Linked DNA regions of Mus musculus: all the other regions are linked to region 2. A link is a contact called in public HiChIP or PLAC-seq and promoter capture Hi-C data. All regions are on one chromosome and are shown on one strand. Each heading gives the region's core, a stretch centred on a gene start, on an enhancer-like site or on the middle of the called end of the contact. The rest is flanking DNA. Distances are from core to core; before and after follow the strand shown. Region 1 holds the start of Wbp2 (WW domain binding protein 2). Region 2 holds the start of Aanat (arylalkylamine N-acetyltransferase). Region 3 holds the start of Srp68 (signal recognition particle 68). Region 4 holds the start of Mrpl38 (mitochondrial ribosomal protein L38). Region 5 holds the start of Evpl (envoplakin).

Region 1 (4,043 bases), core at 1,243-3,742, 510 kb before region 2:
GTCTATAGAGTAAGTGCCAGGATAGCCAAAGCTACACAGAAAAATGGTCTCAAAACAAACAAATAAATACAAGCCTAATATGTAAATAGCTCCAGGCTCATCCCCAGCATCAATCAATCAATCAATGTATGTATGTATATATGTATGTATGTAAAAGATATGATTCTATATTTGCTTTGGACCCCCTGATGCTGGAGTTACATGTGGTTGTGAGCTGTTCCATATGGATGCTGGGAACTAAACCTGGGTTCTCTGGGAGAACAGGAAGTATTTCTAACTGCTAAACCAGCTCTCCAGCCCCTAGTCCAAGCTTCTCTAGCTGCAGCAGCAGAAAACTTCTGCACATAAAGCCCTTAAGATAGGGGCGCGAGTGCGTGTGTGTCTTTGTGTGTGTATGTACTCAATTCTCTGGGAAGAGTTCACAACTTTTCTTTTTCTTTTTTCTTTTGGAGACAGGGTTTCTCTGTGTAGCTCTGGCTGTCCTGGAACTCACTCTGTAGACCAAGCTGGCCTTGAACGCACAGAGATCTGCCTGCCTCTGCCTCTTGAATGCTGGGACCAAAGGCATGCACCACCACCTCCCGGCAAGTTCACAGCTCTTATCTCTATCAGTGGTTTGTGAATTAAAGATTAATGTTTACAAGTTTAAATTCCAAAGTTTGAGCATCATACTTAAACTTCAATTATTGCTGACACATTTGTTTCAGAAGTGTGGCTCAAGTTATTCCTTAGAACCCTACTGGTAGCAATGAGCTATGAACCAGGTGCTGAGGCCCAGGAGGGTAGATACCACCTAGGTAAGACTCAGTTTAAGAGACAAAAAATTCCCAGTATGGTAGCACATGCCTTTAACCCCAGCACTCAGGAGGCAGAGGTAGGTGAATCTCTGTAAGTTCAAGGCCAGCCTGGACTACCTAGTGAGTCCTGGACAGCCAGGGCTCTATTACACAAAAAACACTGTCTTGGAAAAACAAACAAAAAGGAATCACTCCCAAATAATGAAACTAAAGAGCCCTGGTGAATTCCTTGCACTTAAAAGCCTGAGGTAGGAGGACTGCCTCAAATTCAAGGCCAACCTGGGCTACAGGAATGAAACCATACCTCAAAAACCAGAGAGACTGGTAGAAGTGGGGACAGTCATTAGATGGCATCAGAGTACTTGGCTCAGCCAAAGAACTGGACAAAGTATACCAGAAAACAATGTAAGGTTTCTCAGATTACAAGATAAAAAGGTTTGAGTTCGTATGGTTCCATTCAGCTGTCTCCTCCTGTCCCAAATATCCTTTCTTGGTGCAATAAAAGAGGGGCAGCTCAGGTTAAAGAAGTGGTCACCAGGCACATGTGCTGGCCAGCCCCTTCCCAAGACCTACGCACACGAGGTCAGCAGAACCTGGCCTTGTCACTGCCACCTTCTCCTCTGAGTCAGCTTCCCAGGTGACAAGTCCCAAGATGGGTGCCTGTCTACACTGGGTGTGGGCTCTGACCTCCATCATGTCTCTCTTGGCTCTCAAGTTAATCCAAGCCCGGATAGTGCAAGTCAGGAGAGTCAGAATTCCAAGGAACAAGAAACAAGAGGAACAGAGAAGCCCAGCAGTTCAAGGAGGGGAGAGAAAAAAAGAATCTTAAAGTTGGGAGACCTTTGTTCGGGGAACTGACACAAGCCATTAAGAATTCAAGAGAACCAGGCAAGAGACAAGCCTTTATAAGGGTCACCGGGTTAAGTAGTTGACAGACATTTAGTTCCACCACCTCTAGGGCCTCAGCCTTTCTTTTGGAACTTGAGAAGTTCTGGAATATACGAGAAAACTGTACAGGAGTAGTTAAGCCTATTGACTTTGGGGCCAAGTTACCTTCCTTCAATTCCCCTTCTGTTACTCACAGCACAATGGTCTAAGTTATTTTAACCTCATTAGGCGTCACTTGCCCTACCTGTAAAATGTGTCTAATAGTTTCTGCGGCACAGGATTATGTATTACCTAAGGTAGAGCTGACGCAGCATAGTAAAGACGTAGTGAACGCCTAATAAATAGCAACTATGTTTTAAGACTTCGTTTGGGAAGGGGTTCAAGAAATCACCCGTGGGCCTCACTCGGCTTCCCAAACAAACCCTGACACCATTCTCTGGCCCCACCCCCACCCATCACCCCAGCTGATCAGCACTCCGGCCCTCCCCAACGACCCACCCACTCCCTCCAGCCCCGCCTCCGGCCGTTACCACCCCTTTCTCCCTCTTTCCTCCCCCCCCACGCCCCCCCCCCCACAGCGCTCCATCAATTTCCTTCTCCACCATATCCCACCGCCCACCACACACAGTGGCCGACACCCGCCCTTCAAGTCTCCAGGATCCTTCCGCCGTGTTTTCACCTCTCAGTGTTGTTGACGATCACTCCGCCGCCCTCTGAGTGATTCTTGTTGAGCGCCATAGTCTCTCCCACTGGGGTCCCGAGACTCGCAACGCTCTGCGCTTGCGCTGGTCTTTGGCCCGCCTCTAGTGGCGTCGTTCGTATTACAGTCAGCCAATCATAGTTCCTGCGCGCAGGCTGACCAACCACCTGATCTGGACTGTCACGTGGGGAGAGTTTACTCCCGCTCTCCCTCCCCCAAGTTGCACCTGCATCACAAACAAGCAGCCAACTACAATTCCCAGCAGGCAGTGGTCCGGCAACCGCGGCCTCGCCCTGCGTTTAGTGACGAGTGCATTCTGGAATTTGTAGTCTTTTTTTATATTATAGGCCAGGCTAGAGATTATATTTACAAGACTACTTAAACATTTGTACGCCTCTCTCATCCTAGCTTCCTCATGTTAAGCAAACTCAATCGAAGAAATGTAACTTAAATTTGATGATCTGGTGTATGGTACATTTAAACATTACGTAACCAGCCGTCTTCATTTCCGCAACTGTCATGAGTAGTTCGCGCTTACATTTGGGTATTCATTGCAAACTTACAGAGCAGTGCGAGATGCAGTCCCTTCTACAGTGGACTGGCAAAGCCCGAAAAAAATAAAATACGCCACTTTAATCGACCCAGATCCAGATCCCGGACCCAGAGTCGGACTGTGAACTTCTGGGGACTGAGCGGTCCGCTCCCCACCCTCTTCCCCGCCCAGCACCTGCCGCCTGCCGCCTCGCGATGGCGCTGCTTCCTGCTCTGATCTAGCGGATCCCGCTGCAGAAGTTAAACAGCAGGGTTTAAACAGGACCTAGAATAATTGAGTGGACTGACAAAGCACATGACCAACCGCCAGGTAGGACTTTGAAAATACCACTGACTCGTTTCTGCTAGTGGGTGTCTCCCCACTGCGCTGTAGTGAATCTAAACTCCACCTCTGAGTTGTATCTTTCGCAGGGCTGTCGAGGGTTGGGAGAACTCTTCAGTTTCTGGGTGGCATCTTAGCGTACCTACCCTTAACCTTAAGACACCAGTGTTTGGTTTGAAGCAGACAGCATGGTGCCCTACATCCTGGAACATTGCCACAGATTTGAGGCCAGTTTGGGCTGCATAATGATTTCCAGACCAGCCTCAGCTGCAGAGTAAAACAGTTCTGGGAAATGGCAGGTACATTATTAACTCACAGTGCAAGAGACCCTTCTGTTCGCTTTGGGGTTGTTTGTCTGTTTGTTTGTTTGTTTGTTTGTTTGTTTGTTTTTCTAGGTGCACACTAATAAAAGTCAAATGGCTACAGATTTTTGTTTGTTTGGTTTTTGAGAAAGAGTCCTGAGATTACAGGTGTGTACCACCGAGCCTGGGTTTACAAAGTTATGATGATCAGTTGAGTCCAGTATTCATGCACATCACGAAAAGCACTGTTCTAAGCTGGACTATGTCCCTAGCCAGCCCAGCAGTTTTTAAAGAGCATAGTCCAAGATGGGTATTAGTAATGACGCAATCAGGGATCAGAGGTGAGAGGACGGCTGGGGGTTTGAGCCCTGGCTCCTTGTTTGTGTATTCAATTCCAAACCGTCCAGCGACTCTGTCCCACAAAGATAAAACAGCAACAAATCCAGTAAAAGAAAATCCATAGCCACATCTGGTGGCACACG
Region 2 (4,319 bases), core at 714-3,213:
CTCCTCTCCTCTCCTCTCCTCTCCTCTCCTCTCCTCCCTCCTCTCCCCCTCCCCCACCTCTGTCTCTGTCAGCAGTTGTAACTAAGACTGCCCTTAAACTCCCTGTGTAGCTCAGGATGACCTTGAACTCCTGATCCTGCGTCCCCCTCCGGAGGGCTGGGACCCAGGCCTGTGCTACCACACCAGGTAGATGCAGGGCTGGGCTAGGTAAACAGGGATCCATGTGCCCATGTGCCCATGTCGGTAGTATGCTTTCTTCCTATTGGCCAGAAGAGACCCTAGCCATCACCTCCCCTCCCCTCCACTTCCCTCTCTTGCCTGGTGCAGGCTGGGATTCTCCAGATTACCATCACGTTGCCCTTTCCTGTGTTCAGGGGGTCACTGTGTTTAGAGGTGTTTTCCAGAAGGTACCTGGCCATGAGCGTGGTCAATGACCAGGAATGCAGACTCACCATGAAGCTATGGGCGTCAACAGATGGTTGCCACATGGGACACCAGGGGTGCAATGGAGCCAGCAACTAAGGAGGGACACAGATGCCTCTGCAAACCCTGGTTGTTAGCAGTATAGACACCTAGCTGAGGTTCTGAGTGTGTCTGCCCACCAGACCCAAGGGCTAAGCCCTAAGAAGGGCTTTTTGATCAGCCATGAGAAGTCTGTTGAGGGCTCCAGCAGAGGAAAGATGGAAGTGTCCAGGGAGCATGCAGTTAAGGCAAAAACAGGAGATCCTGCAGCATCAAACAGCAGAGAAGGATTCTGGGGGAAGAGGTCTCCACAGACAGCTGATTGTGTGTGTGGTGTTGCCTGTACTGGCCCTGGTTCCCTCCACCCAAGGGTCAAGGTTGGAACTGCATCCCTCTAAGAGGATCACTGGTCCTAGCAGGTGTGCCCTCTGCTGGTGGCTTTGGGGAATGCTCCTCCTGGCTCAGTGCCTTGAGCTGGCAAGGCTTGCTGATGCAGACAAAGAGCTACAGTACCCTGGTGGAACAGGGGAACATATGGTAAGAGGAGCTGGCCAGAGAAGAGCTAAGAGAGGCAGGGTGAGGTGTGAGTGGGAAGGAAAGGGAACAAAAGAGTGGTGTGAGGGACAGAGAGATTGCAGGTGTGGAAGTCAGAGATCTTTGGAGTTTAAGAAGATGTTGAGCATAACATACATAGAGGTAGCTGCATGAATTAGCACCGTCCAACTGAACAGTTACCTTGCTGGTGACCTTAAGGCCTTCTCCCTGGGCATCCAGCAGCCGGGTCCTAACATCTGGACAAGATGTTGAACTAGAAACCACCATGTGTCTCTTGTGTTCTGGCTTCTGTCACCACTGTGCTGGTCTCCTTCTGGGTGCTGCATGATGGTGTGTGTGTGTGTGTGTGTGTGTGTGTGTGTGTGTGTCCCGTGACATTTTGTATAGACCCATAGTTCTCTCTTTGGTTGGTGGTATTGAGGTGTTTCTGCTCTGGAGAACTGTTTCTAGGGACCTTCCTGCTCTCCTGGTACCTGACTGGGGCCCCTCAAGTTATGGGGCAGAGCCTCAGTTTCCTCCTCTGTAAAATGGATAGTTACACTCACCTGGCAGGATACCCTGTGGATTGTAGAAGCTGCCTCCCCAGGTATGTGGCTATAAGGGATAGCAGGCTTCCTGACCAAGAAGGACCCTCAGAGGCGTGGGCAAACTGGCCTCTGAGGGACAGAAGGTGGTGGCTGGTCCCCAGCCAGCTGGGGACAAAGCAGGGATTAGTTAGACCCCCAGGCTTAGCCCATGCTCTCCCTATAGCTTGAGACGGCTACTAGTAATTCTTTCTACGTCCCCAGTACCACTGATGACGCCTGCCCTCAGCAGGATAGGGCCAGAGCCTGACTGCCAAGCCCTGCTGGCATCATACTGCCTGGGGTAACATGGGAGGCAGGGCCAGGGGGATTAGAATCTCTGAGCCATCACATGCTGCCAGGGGAAATATGTGCTACAGCTTCCTTGCAGTCAGGAGTCTCAGCTTCTCCTAGTCCCAGCACCCAGTGACAGCCCCCAGGACAACACCTGCACTCCTTCTTAAAGTTCTGGTAAGTGGGCCCCCCATCCCTGGCTCTATGTATATATGTATGTATATATATGTGTGTGTGCATGCATGTGTGTGCATGTATATGTGTATGTATGTGTGCATGTATTCGAGCTTGTGTATGTATGTGCATGTATGTGTGCATGTATTTGTGTATGTATGTATGTGAATGTGTATGTATGTGTGTGCATATTATGTGTTTGTGTGTGTGTGTGTGTGTGTGTGTGTGTGTGTGAGTGGAGGCCAGAGGTTAGCTCTGGGTGTCATTCTCTGAGAACTGCAGGGACTGTCTACTTCGTCTCTTTGGACAAGGTCTCTCACTGGTCTGAAGTTCACCAAGTGGGCTGGGTTGGCTAGGGGAGCCAGCGAGTCCCAGGGATTTGTCCAACCCCGTGTCTCTGGTCCTAGGATACAGATGCTGGGTGAGGGGCCCTGCACCAGATTTTCCATGTCTGAGACTTATGCTTAGGTCCTCGTGCTTGAGCTATCTCCATCACCCATTTAAAAAGAACATCTCTATTCCATTCTAGTTACTTGTTTGATGTGCACGTGCGGTGCACACATGCGGAAGCCAGAGGAGCACTGTGGGAGTCAGTTCTCTCCTTCTAGCATGTGGATCCCTGGGATCAAACACAGGTCCTCAGGCTTGGTGGCAAGCGCCTTTGCCTGCTGAGCCATTTCACCTAAGCTCCTCAGCCCTTTTTGAAAGCTGCGGGATGGAAGACATCCTCTAAGGACCACCGCTTTGTAGGGTGTCATGAGAAAGAGGGTATCACACTGGCATGTTCTATGTGCCTAAGCTGATAGGACAGACACATCGCCCTGAATGTCCTCCATACCTGACCCTCCTGACCTCAGACTCTCCAGTCCTAGGCTCTTTAACCATCTTATCCCCCATCTCCCCAGCATGACCCAGTCTGATGTCAGGCTCACATTAATTAAAGAGCTTTTTCTCCTGGACTAAGGTCTGAGACAACCTAAAAAGCTCTCAGCTCGGGGGAGGATAGACGGCTCGGAGATTAACAGCGTGTATGAGTTCTGCTTCAGACCTGAGCTCAGTTCCCAGCACCCACAGTGGGAGCTCACAACCACCTGTAGCTCTAGCTCCAGGGGATGCTTCACCTCTGGGCGCTGGGGGCTTGTGCACGGAGCCACACACAGATACACAGACATATACACTTCCTTCAAAGAACAAAAACTGAAAAAAAAAAACAAAAAACAAAAAACAAGAAGTCTTCTGGGTGAGACAGTCACATGACTGGCAGTAGCCACATGACTATGAGGCCCCAGGTATGAGGGGCCTGGGAGCCTGCCCACCCCGCAGATTCACAAGAAGAGGTTGAAGGTTCATGGCCTTGCTCTACTGCCCTCTTGGGGTATGATACCGATACACAGTTATGGTGCCCACAGTCTCCCAAGGCTGGAGGGCCTGTAGAGTCTTGAGCTTTGAACAATTGCTCAAAGGGACCTCTAGCTCATGAGTGAAAGAGAGAAAATCACGCTAACATTGTCAGTTCCTGCAGTTTGCCTTGAGGTTCAGGTACCTGGGGACTGGTTCTACCCCAAGAGACTGGCACTCTCTGTGATGAACGCCAGACTCTCCCTCTCTCTCTCTTTCTCTCTCTCTCCCTGTCTGTCTCTCTTTCTCTCTGTCTCTGTCTCTCTCTGTCTCTCTCTTTCTCTCTCTCTGTCTTTCTCTCTGTCTCTTTGTCTCTTTCTCTTTCTCTCTCTCTGTCTCTCTCTGTCTCTGTCTCTCTCTGTCTGTCTGTCTTTCTCTGTCTCTCTCTCTCTCTCTCCTCTGACAGTTGCTCAGGGAGCACTTCTGAAGCTGGGGAACCCCTGGGAGGGTTCAGTGGCCAGACGCCCATGTTGAACATCAACTCCCTGAAACCTGAGGCCCTGCACCTGCCACTTGGGACCTCAGAGTTCCTAGGCTGCCAGCGGCGCCACACACTCCCTGCCAGTGAGTTCCGCTGCCTCACACCTGAGGATGCCACCAGTGCGTTTGAGATTGAGCGGGAAGGTGAGTGGCGCTTGGGCGGGTGCGCTTGCCTTTGGGAGGCAAATTTGAGAGCTCTCTCTCTCTCTCTCTCTCTCTCTCTCTCTCTCTCTCTCACACACACACACACACACACACACACACACACACACACACGGCAGGGATGAGGAGAGATGGGGGAAGGAGGGAGGGAGGGAGGGAGGAAGGGAGGGAGGGAGGTGTGCTCTAGTGTAAGAAGCAACAGCCCAGAGTCACCTGTTTTCCTAGCTCGGG
Region 3 (4,664 bases), core at 197-2,696, 320 kb before region 2:
TCCAGGTCGGCTCCCAGCACCCACGTGGAGGAACTAAACATCTGTAAGTCTAATTCCTGGAGATCCATATGTTCTTCAGGCCTTTGTGGGCACCAGGCACACATGTGATACACAAACATGCAGGCAAACACACACATAAAATAAGATAAAGCAACATTTAAAAGTATTTAAAATAACACGTTAAAAAAAAAAAGCCACATGCTATTAGAACCACACAAATGATATATAAGCTAATACAAACCAGAAAATGTTTCCTGAGGGTTGGGAAGACTGCTCAGCTGGTAAAGGACTTGCTGTTAGCAAGCATGAGGTCATGTTGGGATCTCCCCAGAACCCACGTAAAAAGGCCATACTGTTGTTTGCACACGTAATCCCACAGCTGGGATGGCAAGAGACAGAAAGATCCCTGGAGCCCACTGGCCATACAGTCTATTCCAAGTAGTGAGCTGCACTTTTGGAGGGAGACCCAGTCTCAAAGGTAGAGAATTAGGAAGACGTTGACCTGTGACCTGCAGACACAGCACCAGCGCTTACACCTACACCCATACCCATGCGGACTTGGACACTCAAAAAAAAAAAAAAAAAAGTAACTCCTACAGTTCTTCGAGAAGAGTCCAACAAGATAAAATGCCTTACAGACCTACTTTTGAAAAAACAAAAAACTATACACATGATATTAACAAACTAAAGTAACTACTATTCAAAACAGGTAAGCAGCAGCTTTCCTGGAGAGCACTCTCCCTCCATTTTCAAAGCATCTCGCTGTTTTATGACCCAGGGTTCGACAGCTGTCCGACAACAGCTCCACGCTGAAATGTCAAGGCTGCAGTTTCCCCTCCACAGTCCGGTGGCTCAAGGTACCGACCAGGAGCTCTGTGGGGTGGGCAGGGTGTCAACCCCGGCTCAGCCCTCCAACTGGACATCTGAGGGGCACAGAGGGAACCCTGCCTACCATCTCTATACCCCTTGCAAAAACAAGCTCCGGAAAGCCAGGACGAGAGGCAAACCATGCACACGGGAATGCCGAAAGTGAAGGGCAGGAGGCAGCGGCGCACCTCGGCTCCGCAGCCCGGTGCTGGCCCCCGCCGCCTCGCCCGCCCCCAGCCCTCCGAGCGACACGTAGTCATTGCGAGTTAGGCCACCGCTCGAGGATACTCTCCAAACTCAGGCTGTCCCCGAACTCTTTGTTTGCCTTCGATCCGGCTGAAGGGCGTTCGTTTTCTTTATTCTCGTCTCCTCCGGCACTGCGTCCGCCACCGCTCCCTCCGCCGCCGCCGCCGCTGCCGCTTCCACCACCACCACTACCACCACCCGGGATCTGCTTCTCAGCAGCCATCTTGCCCCTGAGCCGCAAAGCACGATGGAACGGAGCAGGCGAGACGACCAGCGGCGAGAGAGAGCGGCACTTTCCAGGCTGGGCCGATGGTACACTGACGGACTCCGCCGCAGACCGCGGATGTCTTGGGCCTCTGTGGTGTGTTGGTGTGCGCCTGCGCCTCCTGGGTTGAATTCGTGGCTGTTGCTGGGTCTCCGCATTTCTAAGGATTAGCCTCGCTTCAAATCTACCAAGGATAGGAGGACCCGAGAAAGATGCCCACCTCATGCATCCTTGCACCCAGAGAATGGTAGTGTACGCCTTTAATCCCAATACCGAGGAGGCTGAGGCTGGAGGATTGCCTCGAGTTGAGGTCAGTCTGGGTTGCACAGTTAGACCTTATTTAAAACACACACACACACAGACACACACACACACACACACACGAAGAGGCCTCGGTCAGAAGGCAGTGTCCCCAATAGGAGCTTGAGACCCGTGGCCTCCTCTAGATCATGTGACCATCCAAGTATGACTTTTATTAATCTTTGCGGGCGAGTACACCAGGAGTCTCAGTCTTGTGCCAATCACGGCAGGTGAAAAGAAGCTGGCCGCGTAACTCAGTCTACCCTTTTGTGTTACTAAAGGAGGTTGCAAAAAAATGTATGACTCCAACCCTTCCCCCCATCGGAGTTCAGAGATCAGCTAGTGTGGAGTACTAGTTCTCCAGCAAAAATATCAAGGAAGACTGGGCCTGGGCAGATGGCTCAGTGGTTAAGAACACTGGTTGCTCTATCAAGATGATCTGGGTTTAATTTTTAGCACGAGAATGGTGGCTCAAAACCATCTAGAATTCCAGTCCCAGGGATCCAACCCTCTTCTGGCTTCGTAGTCTACAAAACACATGTACACAGACATACGTGTAGACAGAATGTTCATATACATAAAACAAAATAAAAATAAAGGTTAAGGCTTTTGAAAACAAAAAATTAGACAAACTGCTTTCAGAAGGTGGGAGGCAAAAACTAACCTCAAAAAGTGGTCCTCCGAATTACACTCACATACTGAGCTGTGAAGCATGGGCCTGCACACACACACACCTAAACAATAAGCCATGGAGATGGCCCAGCAGGAAAAAGAACTTGCTATATAAACTTTTTAAAAAAGATTTTTATTTATTTATTATTATATCTAAGTACACTGTAGCTGTCTTCACACACAGATCTCATAACAAATGGTTGTGAGCTACCCTGTGGTTGCTGGGACTTGAACTCAGGACCTTTGGAAGAGCAGTCAGTGCTCTTAACCACTGAGCCATCTCTCCAGCCCCCACCTCTTTTTTTTTCAAAGATTATACTAAAGGTGGTTTATTGGGAAGCTGCTCTCTGACTGAGTTCACAGACCCCAAGAACTGAGGCCAAGTCAGTTGCCATGAGGAAAGGGGGAGGGGAGAGGAACGGAGGCCTGCAATCCCAGGGTGCAGCTAAAAATACAAATAAATGGTGTCTTAGAGTTTCTGCTGATGTGATAAAACATGGTGGTTTGAATAGGTCTGGCCTCCATAGACTCATGTGTTTGAATGTTTGGCCCATGAGGAGAGGCACTATTAGGTGTGGGCTTTAAGGTCTCTTTGCTCAATCACACCCAGTGTGGAATTAGAGCCTCCTCCTAGCTGCCTGTGGAAGACAGTCCCCTTGTCCCTTCTTGGCTTCTCCAGCCCCATGTCAGACTGTGTGCTGCCATGCTTCCCACCATGATGATAATGGACTAAACCTCTGAACCTGTAAGCTATTCCTCACTAAATGTTGTCCTTTATAAGAGTCACCTTGGCCACGGTGTCTCTTCACAACAATGGAAACCTAAGGCAAACATCATGATCAAGAGCAGATTTGAGAAGAAAGGGTTTATTTCATCTTAACTGCTCTCAGGTAACAAATAATCCACCTCTGAGAGAAGTCAGGACAGGAGCTCAGGGCAGAACCTGGAGGCAGGAACTGAAGCAGAAGCCACTGAGGAACACTACCTACTGGCTTGCTCCCTCAGCCGGGCGATGGTGGCATACACCTTTAATCTCAACCCTTGGGAGGCAGAGGCAGGTGGGTCTCTGAGTTCGAGGCCAGCCTGGTGTACAGAGTGAGTTCCAGGACAGCCAGGGCTACACAGAGAAACCCTGTCTCGAAAAAACAAAAAAACAAAACAACAACAAAAAAAGAGTTCCTTTTAAAATATGTCAAATTGACAAAATCATACATAATATATATATGAGAAGCAAGTTGGGCGGTGGTGGGCATAGCTTCAATCCCAACCCTCAGAAGGCAGAGGCAAGGGCTGGTGAGATGGCTCAGTGGGTAAGAGCACCTGACTGCTCTTCCGAAGGTTCAGAGTTCAAATCCCAGCAACCACATGGTGGCTCACAACCATCTGTAATGAGATCTGACTCCCTCTTCTGGAGTGTGTGAAGACAGCTACAGTGTATTTACATAAAATAATAAAATAAATCTTTAAAAAAAAAAAAAAGAAGGCAGAGGCAAATGGATCTTCTAGTTTGAAGATAGGCTAGTCTATAGAGTGAGTTCCAGGACAGCCAGGACTACACAGAAAAAAAACATGTCTCAAAAAACAAACAAACACACAAACAAACAAACATCTCTTAAATATCTATCCCATTTAAATGGAAAAGATGCTGCATAACCTCGTGATATTATTATTCCTTGGCCATAAAAAGAAAGAGACTACTAACCATGTCACAGCATGGATGAACCCTGAAGACATTGTAATAAACAGTGAAAGGAGTCAGATGCCAAAGAGCTCATATTTTGTGATTCTATGTGTATGAAATGCCTGGATTGGGACAATATGTAGATTAGAAAGATAAGCACTTGCCAAAGGCTCGGGGTGAATTTTGGAGGATGCGGAGGTGGCACATAAAGTGGGGAGAGAAGTGTTTAAAACATTGGGTATCACATTGCACACAATAGGATGGCTTCTTTCCCAAAACAAACAAGAGCATAACATGTACATGTGAGTATGACGATTGTCACCCAACTCCATAAACATACCAAAAACCAAGCAAATGCTTTTTTTAAAAAAAAGATTTTATTTATTTATTTTATATATGTGATGAGTACATTGTAACTGTCTTCAGACACACAGAAGAGGGCATCGGATCTCATTACAGATGGCTGTGAACCACCATGTGGTTGCTGGGAATTGAACTCAGGACCTCTGGAAGAGCAGTCAGTGCTCTTAACCACTGAGCCATCTCTCCAGCCTCCAAGCAAATGCTTTAGATAAGTATTTAGGGGAAGCTGCTGGGGAGGAGAGAGCAAGTATATCAGTGTTCTCCTCAAAG
Region 4 (4,344 bases), core at 146-2,645, 450 kb before region 2:
GGCAGCGTGGTCTGTATGAGTTCCAGGACAGGCAGGGCTACACAGAGAAACCCTGTCTTAAAACAACAACAAAGAAAGAAAGAAAGAAAAACAAGGAAAGAAAAACATGATTCAAAGGTGGTTATGAACACAACACACACCTAAGTCTTTTTTTTTGTTTTGTTTTTTTTTTTGTTTTTTCGAGACAGGGTTTCTCTGTTTAGCCCTGGCTGTCCTGAAATTCACTTTGTAGACCAGGCTGCACACTTAAGTCTTGGGTAGAGTTAGTAATAGTTTTAGGCAGATTTAAGGAGATGGGGCACCAGCTGGTGGCAAATGCTTTTAATTCCAAAACTTGGGAGGCAGAGAGAGGCAGGTGGATTTGTGGGTTGAGGCCAGCCTGGTCTATATAGTGAGGCCCTAATCTCTAGCCAGGCCTTGGTGGTTCCCAGCTGCACTCTCAGTTAACTGGGAGGCGGAACAAGGCAGTCCTCCATCATCCTCGTTACACAGTGAGTTCAAGGCCACCCTGGGCTAATAAGACCCTATCTCAAACAACAAAAACCAAAAAGCCAAATAATGCATCTTTTTGTTTTGTTTTCTTTTCCTTTTTTGTTAATTTTTTCTGTTTTTTGCTTTGTCTTCATTTTCTTTCGTTTTCAAACAATGCATCTTTACTACCCCATACTACCACCTCCATCCCCAAGACAGGGTTTTTCCGTGTGCTCTGACTGTCTTGAAACTCACGGTGTAGATTAGGCTAGCCCCTAAGTCAAGAGCTCCGTTTTCCTCTGCCTCCTAAACGCTGCGATTAAGTGCGTGGGCCTCCACCATCCGGCTGAGTCTCAGTTTTACAGACAGATTAAGCTATGCGTATATCACTTGGACGTTTGCTTAAATTCAGAACTACACGTCTGAGGGGCACGCAGGTCCTTCTCGTTCCGGGGGCCCACGGGGACCAAACTGGGGGAGAATACGTCGCTCCCGCACCTGTCTCCTTCACGAAATGCTCCCGGTAGGTCCGCCACCAGTGCGGGGCGCGCGCCTCCTGCTCCGCCCGGCGGCGGTACCGCTCGAAGCTCCGGTACTTCTCCAGCCGCTCCAGGTTGCTCACGTCGATGTCCTCGTTGGGCATGGGCCCGAGCGGGGGTGTCCGGCGGCTGAGGAAGGCTGCGGGCACAGACAGGGACGTCACGCAGGCTTAGGACCGCGACCGGAGCTACAGAGGCCCAAGAGCTCCACGACCTCACACCACTCACCCGAGGTGCTGAAGCCCCGGCATCTCCCAATTCCGAAAAACGCCGCACGCCACCAGGGCGCCGCCATCTTTCCCCCAGGTCGCCAAAGACGCCCGTAGGACCCAGACAGAGGTGGCCGGAGAGAAGCCTGCGCGTCCGGCGGGAGGCTCCGCCTCCATAGCCCCGCCCCGTGGGAGACCCCGCCCCCCGCCCCGCCCCGCCCCGCCCCGCGGTCTCAAGCTCCTGACGTAATGCTGAAAGTCCTGGGACCTTCCCATTGGCGCAAAGTCTAAGAGAGGTCTGATAGTGCGGGCCCGGAAGATGCCTGTTGGATCGCGCGGGGCTGAGAGCTGCCACTAGGAGGCAGCACAAAGGTACAGCTTCAAGAACAACTATGGGTTTTGACCCCAGGGATCTCACTCACCTTCCTCTGGCCCTGACACAGGGATTGATAGAGGAGGATTCTGGAGTCAGACTTGGGAATAAAACAGGTAATAATAGTGCTCGCTTCGCAGGATTTGCACCTTGGTGCATCTGTTCTCTCTTGATCATCTCCAATTCACAGTTCTAGTGCTCTCTACCGCTTTTTGACCCAGCCTCAGCCCTTCTGCCCTGGAACTCAAGTTTCCAGTATAGCAAAGCTCTACTCCTTCAGCTTCTCCCCAGATCACAAGGTGTCTGCTGTTGTTGTCTTCTCCTTCTGTGACCTGCCGGCCCCGAAGTGCTCTCTCAAGGAAGTCCTGACATCCCCAATCCAGGCCAATGACTGCTAGTTTTTTTGCTAACAGAAGTCTGACCCTTGAACTCACAGTGAAATGCAGTGAGGTCTCGATATCCAGCAGAAATGGCCACAGCTTAAATTCCACAGCACCCAGGCAGCTAAGCCTCTCACCATCACTTCTAATTCCTCCAATAGTGAGCAGCTGCTGTCTGACAAGTGTTGGAGTTCACAGGTCAGGACACCACAGCCTTGCCTTGAGGAGTTGATGGGTACTGAAGGGTTCTTGCTGAGTGTGAGGGGAACTGAACACTTGCAGGGTGTTCATATGGTCTCACTTGCTGTTTTATCCTTTTGTTTCTGAACCCTCTTATATGAGTCTCTCCAGCTCCTCTCTCTGCCCTTGTACTGCTGAAGAGTCATGGTGTCTCCACGAGTGGGTGGAGACTGCTCAGCTAGGTAGCCTGTTCTTCGTTCTGATTCTCCCTGTCTGGGAAGCTCTGAAGAGAGGATCTTGTTTGTATTTCAACTGTTTGAGAGACCTAACAAGGATTCACACATATCCAGCCTGGAAGCAATGGCTCTAACAATATTAATTTTAAATGAGCTAGGTTTTTGCTATATACCCCTGCCTACTTGGCAGTTATTTTGTAGCCTTGAACTCACGACAGTCATTTTTATTTTCTTGTATATTACATCCCAAACCCCAGTTTCCCCTCCCTCCTCTCCTGATTTCCCTGCCTTGGTCCACTCCTCTTCCTCTTACCATGGCCTCCCAAATGCTGAGATTACAGGCGTGTGGTGATACCACACTGCCTCACGTCAGAGATTTGAATTCTTCTTCACATCTTCCTGACACATGTCAAGGTCCCTGGGAGCACTTCCAGTGCCCCTCATGCCACCAGGTGCAGTTCTGCCCTCTGCTCCTTCCCCAGCAGGCAGTCTTCTGACACACTCACTCTTGCCCCCTCTCATCTAGATTGTTACTCACAGCCTCAAATTGGTGTTTGAGACAGGGTTCTCTGTGTAGCTTGGCTGTCCTGGAACTCACTCTGTAGAGCAGGCTGGCCTTGAATCCTGAGGTTTGCCTGCCCCTGTTGCCTGAGTGCTGGGATTAAAGGCATACATGACCACTGCCCAGCATCACTTTTATTTATATTTTTATGAGACAGTATCTTTCAGTGTGTCGCAGACTCTCCTAATTCTCAAGCCTACAGCCTCCGGAGTGCTGGGATCACACCTGTCACTAGCACAGCCAGCCTCCTGAGTGCGGGATCACACCCGTCACTAGCACAGCCAGCCTCCCGAGTGCTGGATCACACCTGTCACTAGCACAGCCAGCCTCCCGAGTGCTGGATCACACCTGTCACTAGCACAGCCAGCCTCCCGAGTGCTGGGATCACACCTGTCACTAGCACAGCCAGCCTCCTGAGTGCGGGATCACACCCGTCACTAGCACAGCTAGCCTCCCGAGTGCTGGATCACTGCTGTCACTAGCACAGCCAGCCTCCCGAGTGCTGGATCACACCTGTCACTAGCACAGCCAGCCTCCCGAGTGCTGGGATCACACCTGTCACTAGCACAGCCAGCCTCCGGAGTGCGGGATCACACCCGTCACTAGCACAGCCAGCCTCCCGAGTGCTGGATCACACCTGTCACTAGCACAGCCTGCCTCCCGAGTGCTGGATCACACCTGTCACTAGCACAGCCAGCCTCCCGAGTGCTGGGATAACACCTGTCACTAGCACAGCCAGCCTCCTGAGTGCGGGATCACACCCGTCACTAGCACAGCTAGCCTTCCGAGTGCTGGATCACTGCTGTCACTAGCACAGCCAGCCTCCCGAGTGCTGGATCACACCTGTCACTAGCACAGCCAGCCTCCCGAGTGCTGGGATCACTGCTGTCACTAGCACAGCCAGCTAAGCTCACACTCTTCCTAAGCTCGCTTCACTACTCAGGAAGACCAAGGTTTTGGGGAGTCTCTTTGCATTGCCTGTCATCCCATGTGCTGGAAGTCACCCCCTTTCCCTTTGGGAGATGGCAGAAATGCAAGGTGGCCCCATAATGCCAGCTGATCCTTTCGACCCACGATTCTCCATTCAGGGTTAACTTGGGACTGCTTATGTGTTAGGAGGACTGAGTCCCAGCGGGTACCATGCCTGCCTTGTATATCACATTCTCCCCTGTGGGGCATCAAGGAGATGTGGTTGAGCCTGCGACTTGGCCTGGGCACAACTCAAACCCTGGCCCTGCTACTTGTCACTCCGTGCAGGGTTTTTGCAATCCCTGAAGCTCTCTTTCCACCCTTGAGACAGGAATGGAAAATTAACTTCTCCAGGTGTCCCGAAGGTGCCAGAGAAAAGGGTGTAAGATGGCCACTTCAATAGGTCAGCTTTCTCCAGAGGTGGC
Region 5 (4,392 bases), core at 118-2,617, 360 kb before region 2:
CATCTCTCCAGGCCCCAATCTCACTGTGTGGCCCTAGCTGGCCTAGCCTCCAACACACAGATCCGCTAGTCTCTGCCTCTGTCTGGAGTGCTGAGATTAAAGGCAACGTGTTAATTTTTATTGTACGGAAGCGAGCACTTTCAAGGTAGGGATGCCAGTGTTTTGCTGGCTAGGGCATTCCCAGAGGCTAGGGCAGTCTGGGCATAAAGAAGAGCTCAAGGAGTTGACACCTCTGAGGGGAACAAGGAGCCCTCAGCAGGACGTGTGAATGAAGTTACAGGAGTCTGGGACTGGGACCAGGACGCTTCTGGGACTCCAGGGAGAGCCCAGCCTCAGGTTGGGCCTCCTGACAGAGATGCTTCTGCTGGGAGCTATGCACCCCACCCTGGGCTGGGCGCAGTGCCTCAGGGAGACAGGTCACTGCAGTGAGAGTCTTAAGCACTGTCTTTCCTGTTGGCCCAGATGCCCAGCCTCTGGGTTGGCACCCTGATCACTGTCGAGGTAATGGGTACCTGGATCTTTGCCTTTCATCTACACTCTTATCTTGACACCTCTGCACCCCGACCGACACCTGAATCCAGGCAGGCTGCCATCTCCTAGAGAGGGCTTGGGGCCAGTGAGTGGGATGAACGTGGTCAGTTCTCTCTGCAGAGAGCCACTGATCAGAGCATGGCACCACCACCTCCTGTCACCCCCATGAGAAAGGCCTCCTGACTCTTGAAGGAGACAGACAAGACCCAGGGTTGGGACCTGGGGGGAAAGTGGTTTAGGTGGGGTGTACTCCAGCTCAGAAAGCCCTCTCTCTCTTGAGCCTCTTACTCCTGCCCACCCTGAATCCACACTCACTCCAAGATTTAGCCAACCCAAGTGCACCATCAGGGTTGCGTGCCAAAACAGGGAGCCAGATTCTGCTGGTCCCAGCCATCCCGTCCCGCACCTCTGAAAGGGCACCCTTCCCCTGTGCCCCCCAACATCCCTCATCCGCAGGAGAATGTGGGTGGCAGCAGGCTATCCATCCCTTGCTCAACCTGGGCCACAGGCAGGAGAGAGGCCCTTGGGCCCTTAGCCTAAGGACACCAAATGCCAGAACTGAGCTCTGCCGCCAACAGGTAGTTGGAACATACCTGGGCCCTGCACCACCCTGATCCCAGCACCGCTACCCAGGGCCCCACTCACCGATTGTGCTTGTTGGGGGAGCCCTTAGGGGACCCCTTGGCTGGGGAGCCCTTGGGGGACCCCTTCCCCTGGGAGCCTTTGCTCAGCCCCTTGAACATGGTGGTGAAGCAGGTGCCGGCTCAGGCTGGGCTCTCCTGGGAGGAGGGCGGCGGGAAGGCGACGCGCGTCCTCGCTGGCTACTAGCCGGGCTCTGGGGAGGTGGGGCGGCGGTCGGGGAAGGCAGTTTCTGGGAGGCTCCTCCCTGCAGGTGCGGTGTCTCTGCCAGGCCCGGCCCGCGCATGCCCCAGCGCCCGCCCCGACGTGCGCAGCCAGCTCCTGCACAACCAGTCTGGGAGGAGAGGGCACAGCCCAGGGGCGGGGCGCCCGTACGACTCCCACGGAGGTTTGGACTTGTTACACCCACATGCCCAGCCAGAGAGCGGGGATCACACCCAGGTGGGGAAGTGGCCAGGCTGGAGCATAGCGAGACAGACTGACTCAAGCACTTGTTCAGGTCCTGGCTCAGCGGGTCCTAGAGCTGGGGTTAGCCAACCTCAAAGGCTCTTGCACAGAGGTCCACTATCAACCGGGCCCCCACCCATAGCTCGGCCTGCCAGGAGAGGTGGAGAAGTGGAGAGGTGGGGCCACCCGGGCCTTGCTCTGTCTCCCACGGAGTGCTAGTAGACATTCACATCAGACAGCTATCTTTTTTTTTTCTTTTAAGCTTGAGAGAGGCTTTTGCTCTGTAACCCAAGCTGGCAACCAACCTCCCCGCCTCAGCCTCCCAAGTGCTGTCATTACAGGTGGGAACCACCATAACTGCTCTCAAATCTATTTTTAAAATGCGGGTGCCACCCAGCTGGTTCTCCATGTTCAGATAGGAACTCAGACTAGCTTCTGAGAGGCCAGGCTACCCAATGCATACCTTCTCAAGTCACGACCAGAATTGATCAGCCCTGTAGAGGAGCCGCAGGTCTCTGAAGTCCACAAGTACCCTGCTTGTTACTTTGTCTGGTTTCCAGGTAGAAAAGCCACTGACTAGTCCTTGTGGTTTCTACCAAGTCAGACAGACTGTCTGATGATCACATTGTCTTAAGATTTAGTGGCATGGGGCTGGAGAGATGGCTCAGTGGTTAAGAGCACTGACTGCTCTTCCAAAGGTCTTAAGTTCAATTCCCAGCAACCACATGGTGGCTCACAACCATCTGTAAAGGGATCTGATGCTCTCTTCGGGTGTGTCTGGAAACAACTATAGTGTACTCATATAAATAAATCTTAAAAAAAAAGGGGGGGGGCTGGTGAGATGGCTCAGTGGGTAAGAGCACCCGACTGCTCTTCCGAAGGTCCAGAGTTCAAATCCCAGCAACCACATGGTAGCTCACAACCATCCGCAACAAGATCTGACTCCCTCTTCTGGAGTGTCTGAAGACAGCTACAGTGTACTGTATATATTAGTAAAATAAATCTTTAAAAAAAAAAAAGATTTAGTGGCTTGTCTCTCACATCTGACGCCAAGTCAACTCCTATTTCTAGCAGGGCCTCGGTGCAACAGAAGAGGCCCAGCCGTCTTTTGGCTGCATCTCACCAAGAAGCTACTGATCATGGCCACTGAAGTAGAGAGAAGATTCCATTTTCAGCTCCTGAAAGAGGTTGCTAGTAGCAAAGGGAGCCGAAGAAGGCGGAGGGAGGACCTGGCAGAGCCAACAGCCACAGGAAACACAGTGGCCTACGATGCCCACTGCTCCAGGCACAAAATGATTAGTGAGATGTCATCAAGGGTGCAAACCACTCAGCCTTTGTCCCAGCCCTCCCCCATTTCAATCCCGGTGACAATTTCCTTCTAAACACTAATGTCACGCCTGCAATCAGCTCTCCTCCCAAGGGGCTATTTAAGTGACTGCATAGCCCAGAGGTCCGCACTAACTACCACCTTCCCCCCCAGCCTGGGTGTCCACACAGCTGTCTTCACCTTTGAGACAGGGCACTTCCCGGGAGGCAGTAGCTGTGGGAGGTGGGGTGGAGTGGTGGAAGGTACTCAGACAGCAGCTGGTCTGAGCCATAGGGCTCCAACTCCTTTCCAGAAGCCCTCCAGGCAGAGACCAGCACTGTGGTGGCCGAGCACAGCTCCCAGGCTCAAGGGCTAATTGACTCACTGCAAGAAAAAAACAAGAGCTGACCTCCTGGTGTGACTGTCCACTGTCCGAGGAAATCAAATCAGCTCCCAGCGGAGGGCTGGCCAGCTGCAGGCAGGAAGGCTCCCGGCTCTGATCCGCCTCGTTGTGGCTGCTCCACATCTGAACATGCCTAAACCAAAGTGAGATGTATACTCCAGGTTCAACATTTATACTGTCTCTCAAAGGCTTTCCATGGAAAAGGACAAAATGTCGAGCTCTTTCCCAACATTAATGATACGTCGCAATGATGCTTTAAATATATTGAGTTAAATATATTAATCCTCCCCACATCACACCCCACCTTTTAAAATGGTTTTTTATTTTGGCTTTTACTATTGGGGATGAAGCACAATTCGGTAGAGGGCCAGCCTAGTGTTCATGAGGCCCTGGGTTCGATATCCAGAGCTGCATAACCCCAGTGTTGTGATCCTTCCAATTCAAGACTGGATCGGTAGAGGCAGGAAGATCAGTAGTTCAAGGCCACCTCTGCCTATTTATTAAGTTTGAGACCAGCCAGAGCAATAGGAGGCCCTGTCTTAAAAAGAAATAAATAAGCATAAATAAATAAATAAATAAATAAATAAATAGGGGGCTGGAGAGATGGCTCAGCAGTTAAGAGCACTGGCTGTTCTTGCCAAGGACCCAGGTTCAATCCCTAGAACCCACGTGGTGGCTCACAGCCCTCCGTGACTCTAGTTCCAGGGGATCTGACACCGTCTTCCACCCTGAGCCTTGCATGCCTGGTGTGCACAGGAAAGGATGTAGCAAGACACTCACATAGAATTTAAAAATAAAATTTAAAATAAGTAAGTCGGCCGAGCAGTGGTGGTGCACAACTTGAATCCCAGCACTCAGGAGGCAGAGGCAGGCAGATTTCTGAGTTCGAGGCCAGCCTGGTCTACAAAGTGAGTTCCAGGACAGCCAGGGCTACACAGAGAAACCCTGTCTCGAAAAACCAAAAAAAAAAAAAAAAAAAAAAAAAAAAAAAGAAAGAAAAAAAACCAACCAAAAACCAAAACCAACCAAACAAAAACCAAACAAACAAATGAATAAACAAACAAGC

What was found. Promoter capture Hi-C pulls out the DNA fragments that hold promoters and counts their contacts. HiChIP or PLAC-seq counts read pairs in DNA pulled down with a chosen protein or histone mark. Capture Hi-C pulls out chosen DNA fragments and counts their contacts.
Region 1: an H3K4me3 HiChIP or PLAC-seq map of bone marrow-derived macrophages shows a contact between it and region 2, with 4 times the contacts expected there. The contact joins the promoter of Wbp2 here to the promoter of Aanat in region 2. A contact is called at or near these places in 2 of 39 promoter capture datasets (neural stem cells and pre-B cells), 1 of 484 Hi-C or Micro-C datasets (embryonic stem cells) and 2 of 115 datasets of contacts at active chromatin or transcription factors (bone marrow-derived macrophages and large pre-B cells).
Region 3: a contact with region 2 is called in a promoter capture Hi-C map of liver. The contact joins the promoter of Srp68 here to the promoter of Aanat in region 2. A contact is called at or near these places in 3 of 39 promoter capture datasets (liver, pre-B cells and stem cell-derived epiblast-like cells), 1 of 484 Hi-C or Micro-C datasets (embryonic stem cells), 3 of 115 datasets of contacts at active chromatin or transcription factors (embryonic stem cells and large pre-B cells) and 3 of 9 other capture datasets (adipose tissue, liver and pancreatic islet).
Region 4: a contact with region 2 is called in a promoter capture Hi-C map of embryonic stem cells, with 2.7 times the contacts expected there. The contact joins the promoter of Mrpl38 here to the promoter of Aanat in region 2. A contact is called at or near these places in 3 of 39 promoter capture datasets (embryonic stem cells and pre-B cells), 2 of 115 datasets of contacts at active chromatin or transcription factors (embryonic stem cells and large pre-B cells) and 3 of 9 other capture datasets (embryonic stem cells, liver and pancreatic islet).
Region 5: an H3K4me3 HiChIP or PLAC-seq map of embryonic stem cells shows a contact between it and region 2, with 19 read pairs. The contact joins the promoter of Evpl here to the promoter of Aanat in region 2. A contact is called at or near these places in 2 of 39 promoter capture datasets (both in embryonic stem cells), 1 of 15 datasets of contacts at CTCF or cohesin (embryonic stem cells), 5 of 115 datasets of contacts at active chromatin or transcription factors (embryonic stem cells, large pre-B cells and pancreatic cancer cells) and 2 of 9 other capture datasets (adipose tissue and embryonic stem cells).

Annotation. Positions count from the first base shown.
Region 1 is chr11:116,084,503-116,088,545 of GRCm38.p6, forward strand. It overlaps Wbp2 (WW domain binding protein 2), which reads right to left and starts at 2,493. Exons shown (of 8, transcript NM_016852.3): 1 at 2,365-2,493. The coding sequence starts at 2,423.
Region 2 is chr11:116,591,724-116,596,042 of GRCm38.p6, forward strand. Aanat (arylalkylamine N-acetyltransferase) reads left to right here and starts at 1,964. Exons shown (of 4, transcript NM_009591.3): 1 at 1,964-2,051; 2 at 3,853-4,070. The coding sequence starts at 3,914.
Region 3 is chr11:116,272,771-116,277,434 of GRCm38.p6, forward strand. It overlaps Srp68 (signal recognition particle 68), which reads right to left and starts at 1,447. Exons shown (of 16, transcript NM_146032.3): 1 at 1,156-1,447. The coding sequence starts at 1,336.
Region 4 is chr11:116,137,473-116,141,816 of GRCm38.p6, forward strand. It overlaps Mrpl38 (mitochondrial ribosomal protein L38), which reads right to left and starts at 1,396. Exons shown (of 9, transcript NM_024177.3): 1 at 1,239-1,396; 2 at 970-1,149. The coding sequence starts at 1,305.
Region 5 is chr11:116,236,724-116,241,115 of GRCm38.p6, forward strand. Evpl (envoplakin) reads right to left here and starts at 1,368. Exons shown (of 22, transcript NM_025276.3): 1 at 1,177-1,368. The coding sequence starts at 1,274. Gm33250 (a long non-coding RNA gene) reads left to right here. Exons shown (of 8, transcript XR_389161.4): 8 at 1,424-1,503.